Regions from separate parts of the Mus musculus genome. Here region 2 is linked to region 1. Evidence: chromatin contacts called from public promoter capture Hi-C data. All regions are on one chromosome and are shown on one strand. Each heading gives the region's core, a stretch centred on a gene start, on an enhancer-like site or on the middle of the called end of the contact. The rest is flanking DNA. Distances are from core to core; before and after follow the strand shown. Region 1 has its middle 5.7 kb from the start of Gm33357. Region 2 holds the start of Copb2 (coatomer protein complex, subunit beta 2 (beta prime)).

The links. Promoter capture Hi-C pulls out the DNA fragments that hold promoters and counts their contacts.
Region 2: a contact with region 1 is called in a promoter capture Hi-C map of hippocampal neurons, with 14 times the contacts expected there. The contact joins the promoter of Copb2 here to the enhancer-like site in region 1. A contact is called at or near these places in 8 of 39 promoter capture datasets (the SN4741 cell line, cranial neural crest, embryonic stem cells and 5 more) and 2 of 115 datasets of contacts at active chromatin or transcription factors (embryonic forebrain and extraembryonic endoderm stem cells).

Annotation. Positions count from the first base shown.
Region 1 is chr9:97,296,365-97,299,064 of GRCm38.p6, forward strand. No RefSeq gene overlaps it. Among named protein-coding and RNA genes, the nearest start is that of Gm33357, 5.7 kb to the left of the region's middle. Within about 2 kb of position 1,372, at least 3 of the 459 cell types and tissues checked have an H3K27ac peak or open chromatin away from gene starts, as enhancers often do. A contact at or near this core is called in hippocampal neurons, where this site is marked.
Region 2 is chr9:98,562,306-98,565,005 of GRCm38.p6, forward strand. Copb2 (coatomer protein complex, subunit beta 2 (beta prime)) reads left to right here and starts at 1,426. Exons shown (of 22, transcript NM_015827.2): 1 at 1,426-1,518. The coding sequence starts at 1,516. 4930579K19Rik (RIKEN cDNA 4930579K19 gene) reads right to left here and starts at 1,306. Exons shown (of 1, transcript NR_029444.1): 1 at 155-1,306.

The sequences.
Region 1 (2,700 bases), core at 122-2,621:
CTGAGCTTAAGGAACTTCCCTGCAGGGTGGGAAGTGTCACTTCCCTTCAGAACTTCCTGTGTCTTAATTATCTTCCTCCCAAGGTATCTTGGAGGAAATTGCTTCATAACACCCACCCTGCCTAGGGTCTGTGAGGGGCTCTAGTAGTTCTGAGCATGGCAAACACGGCACTAACAAGTTTTGCTCCTCATCCTTCTCCCCCTGGTTAAAAACTGTTAGATTACGTTCCCAAAGTTAGGTCCCAAGGTCCACTGCCTTGTTCGACCACTGGCTAATTTCTGAGACTAAACATGAAGGTCCAACAATCAAAATTCATTATTTGGCCAACTGGTCCAATCAGGTCTTACCAGCTCACCCTAGCACAGACTGCCGCCCCCCCTTTTTCCTCTTAAAATCCCGCTCCTGCAGGAATAACTACTGTTGCTCCCTCGCTTGCCGCTTCTGCTGCCTTTGCAACTCCTTTCCTCCCTCTACCCGACTTGAGCAGGACTCTGCTATTCTTAGAGGGCTACACGGTCTATGCAGCGGATACGTTTTCTTATCTTGTGGCTGGTCGTGCAAAGTAAGGCCCCTAAACATTTCTAATCTCCGGCTGAAGTGTGTGCATCTTGCGTGTAGAGTCCAATGGCAAGTCTGCATTGACCGAATGAGCAAGGCCAGGACTGGTCTTTGCTGACCATGAGAGGGACACTTAAAAATATTTTATTAATTCTTTGGAAATTTCATATGGTGTATTTTGGTCAGATTCACCCCCACTGCTGCCTGTAACTCCTTCTAGTTCTTTCTCTATCTCCTTACCTCCTGACTTCCTGCCATAAAAACAAAACAAAACAACAACAATAAACCATCGGCTCAATTTGTGCTGTGTCAATACTTATGGGTGTGGATGACGGTGGATCTACAAGGAGCCTTTCCTTTAGAGAAAACTGAGTTGCCTTCCCCCTCCCCCAGAACTTATCAACTGTCCATCACTCCTCATTTGGGGTGGGGTCATGAACCCCTTCCCAGGCCATGTTATAATGTTGATTGGCTTATCTTGTGAAGACAGTGACAGGTGCTGACATGAAGCATTAGATGAGGGTCCCAGTTGCCACAATAGACCCTGCAATCCCGTTCTGCAGACCCTGAGTCCAGCACTGGGTTCAGAAAGGGCAACCCCTTTCCTCCCCAAATGTGTGTGTGTGTGTGTGTGTGTGTGTGTGTATGTGTGTGTGTAAGCTGGATGAATCCAGACACCAGGGCTTATAATCTTTCCGGCCAGCAAGCCCTGAGTTCTCTGCCCAGTTCTTGAAATGTGTTTGAAGGAGAACCTTTCAAATAGAGACTTAAGAGCCATGAGATGGCGCCATAGTTCCAGGAAAGTCCACAGAGCCCTTTGAGAGGACAGAATTGCCGGGAACTGGTAATTGAACGCAAACTCCACCCACCTGTCTGTGAGGCTAGTTCTTAGCTCAGAACCAGGGATTAACACCAAGCTGCAGCTAATGAGAATGATGAAAATGTTCCAGAAAGCAAACTTGCAAGACCATTCTTTCCCTCTGTGGACTGAGAAGGGCCTCCCATGCTGGCAGGGACCGTTTCTTACAGAAGGGAAGGAAGCTCGCAGGCTGAACTTCCTACAGAGATCTTGGGAGCCTATTTTCAGAACTACAGAGTCCAGGGAGCTTTCTAGCCCCAGTGTAGCATCTTGGTGGCTGCCACAAAGGCAACTGGGGGCAAAAGGAGGAAGGGTCCCCAGCCTAAGTCCCCATGTTTTCTTCCCCAGGTTCCTGCCTGCCAACCTCTGTATCATCCCCAACATGTCCTTGTCCTACCAATCTTTCAAGGACCAGTTCCCATCATTGCCTTGGGACCTTTACTGTCTCCACATTCTGGAAAGCTGGAGGTTTCATTATGTAACCTAGCCTAGATGTGAGTTCATGACTCCTCTCTCCCCAGTCTTGGCCTCTGGATCTCTGGGTTCACAGTAGGTAGCACCAGGCCTAGCCTGTCCACTTTTGCTTGCCTGTTGCTTCTTGATTCCTCTCTGAGAAGTGATTCCCCTGGGGTTCCGCTACACTTCTTAAGCTTGGGTTGTTTCCTGCACATAGCAAGCACTTCATGGATATTTATGGATATTGGAGAGCATAGTAAAACATGTTTGCTCCATATTCAAAGGGCTGGGAGATGTTTAATAGTAAAGCATAAAAAGGGAGAGCATGTGGGTCATTACTCTTGCTCTCAGAAAGCTATAGATTATGACTTTAGATCATAATCTATAAACTAGCAGTGTGACTGTATTATTATTACTAGAAATAGCATTAATAACAGCACATTTATCGAGTGCCTGATGTGTAGTGTTCACTGTGTTATGCATTTTATATATGTTCTTCATTTAGTTTCCCCAACTAAACCCTTGGAGGTGCCTTTTGAATTTTCCATATGGGGAAAAACAAGGTTAAATAACTTGCTCGAGTTTCTAACTTAGTAGTGGTCAAACTCTGGGATTAGGTTAGTACTGGTCAAGCTTTGTGGGGCTGGACAAACCTACACAGCTTTCCCAGGCCTCTCTCTGAAGGGATCAGGGTCCACAGTGGGCCTTTTGGTCAGTCATACAGAGATGAACCTACTTAGAGTTAATTCTGGGAGGGCTCCTGAGCCCTGCCATGTGGCTGAAGGAGGGCTGCCTGGGAAATGGTGAGAGGCCAGCATCCTGGGAAA
Region 2 (2,700 bases), core at 176-2,675, 1.3 Mb after region 1:
AAGAGCTGATCATAGTCACTATTGCAGAACTTGATGTTGCTGACCTGCAGCAGCAAAAGATGGAGACACAAAATGAGCACGGCAGGTGGGGGCTTAACTCTCCAGCAGGTAAACTACAGGTGTTATATAGATTTAAGTATTATCAACAGGTTCTGTGGAATGGAGATGTTATTTTATTTTATATTTATTGATACTGTGTCAAATTAAAAATGCAAAGAGAATTAAGGAATCAAAAATAATAGAAGCCCAGCTATTCTCCACACTAGATATAGTTCACATTTTAAAAAGTTTCAACTAATTCTTGCAATTGGTTGCGCTACAGTATGCGATTATGTGATTATTCATGTCAATTATGTAAAAATCTCATTACTGAGAGAAAATTTGTTTTTACTGACAGAATAGTAAAAATGGATCTTTGAAAACTATCTGACTTTTTGTATATGAAAAACTGAGGCCTATAAATCTCCCAAGAGCCAGGCACTACCTAATGAAAACTCACCCTTACTTCTCTCAGGCTATACAATTCCTTTCTGGAAACCTAGGCTTTTCTCCAACTAGAGGTTTATAAGGAGCTAAGGGCAACTTCCATTTGTTTCATAGCATTATCTTTTTAAAAGGTGTGTGAAATCGATACACAATGTATTTGCACTTTTCCTGGCAATCATTTTTTTGAAATTCAACTAATTTATTAAAGAGCTATTTTGGCATAGCAGATAGAGCACTGGGCTTCCAGGGCGTATTCTCCCCTGAGCCCAGATCTTAACAACACTACTTACTATGCCATCTTGGCCAGTAAACCTGAGTTCTTTGAGTCTTACATTTCCAATCAATAAAACGGAGACGACTCCTACGTGATGTGGCAGTACCACCAACTGAAGGTACATAGCCAAACAAACGACCCGGTGGATGCTCTTTGAAGGGTAATCACCCGACTGCCTCCGGGAGCCTCCAGAACCAAGATCTCAGGGCTCCTCGGAGCCTCAAAGGCGGGAGCCGCGCCCACATCTTTTCCGCCTCGGTCGGTTTCACCCAAGACCCAGACACCGCTCTGGGCCCCGTTCCGGAGCCCGCTGGAGTACACAGTTTTAGAGCTTTCTTTTCTCTGCCAGAGGCTCACGCTGTTCGGATAGCGCTTCCGGGCCCCTCCACTGCTGCCGACGTTCAGCAGGAATCCAGCACTGCGCTCCATCTTCTTGCCTTTCTGAAACTGACCGAAGGTGAGCAGCCCAGACCGCCGCTAGTCACCGCCCAACTCTGGCCACAGCAATACACTCCATCAGCCAGCTCAGCAGCGGGAGACGCGGAAGTCCGCGTTACCTAGGAAACTGGGGCGGGACCATGCACGGACCGCCTTACGGAGGGTGTGCGCAGGCGCAGAGCCTGGCTCCGAGTACCGCGAGAGTCGCTTCCCGGAAGTTCCACGTCAGTGGGTTGGCCGGTCCACGGGTCGGTGGGTTCCTGAGTGTGTCGCCTTGAGCCTGTGACGGGCAGGGGCTCGCTCGGACAGTCGGAGCCATGGTAAGTCGGGCCTCAGGGGACAGAGAGTGGAGCCCACCGGCTGCGGCGGGTTCCCGGGGCTTCTTGGCTAGGAGCAGTAGCTAGAAGCGGTCTGCGCTGCTACTGCTGCGGCCTGACGGGGTCCTCCTGTCCCGTTGGCGTCCTGGGAGGAAGAAGGCCAGACCGGGAGGCTGCCGTGGTGACACAGTAGTGTAACTGGGTACCCGCGAAGGAGCGGCGCCCCCGACTCTCAGGGCGGTCAGGGCGCCTGTCAGTGCCCTTGCAGTCTGCACCGGGTCCGGTAGTGCAAGTAAATGCTAGAGTCAGGACTCGGATGCCAAAGGCAACTTTGACCAAGTCACTTTATTCTGTCATTGAGGGTGGTGCTTGCTAACCCACCTTCCAGGTTGCGTGAGGTGTTTGGTAGTGTGCAGGCACCACATTGCAAACTTAAGCAGAGGAAAACCAGAACTAAACAAAGTTAAATGTATATGGAGCCAGAGGTGAAATTTCAAATGCTATGGCAGCCCAGCTCGTCGTTTTCTAGTTGATGTTGATTGGGCCTTCTGTGCACACAGAGGATGACCTTTTTGGGGAAGGCCCTGAGATCTGCCTAACTTAGTTTTGAGACATATTTTTAATAGTCAATTAAAAATTGACTTTCCTTCTTCAATGTTTGTGAGTTCCATACCCACACATTGAACCAGCTTTCGGTGGAAGACATTTGAGGAAAACTGTTGTGTGAACATGTGCTGTCATAGTATACAACGACTCTTTACAACTTTGACCCCTGTATCGGTGTTCTAACTAATCTAGAGATGACCAGGAGTGATGGGTAAATTATAAGCACTTAAATAACTGAACGTGAGCGTTTTGATTTGGTGGAGGATACTGGAACCATGTGCAGAGATACTAAAAGATGGCTGTATTTTAAGTCTCGAGTAAAAAGTACAAAACATGACTTTATTTATTTGCTCACTCACCATAGGAGCATTTCACTGTCCTGCATTTTGCTAAACATTTACCAGCTGATTGTCACCGCAGCCTGTGGATAATTATGAGTAATGTTTATGGTGGTTACTATAAGCCGTGCTCTGCTCTAACTGAACTCTGATTTTAATTCTCAGAATGCTAAGAGAGATATTATTATTATCCCTGTTATACAAGTCAAACCTTGGGTGTTAATTAAACTTACTACCATGT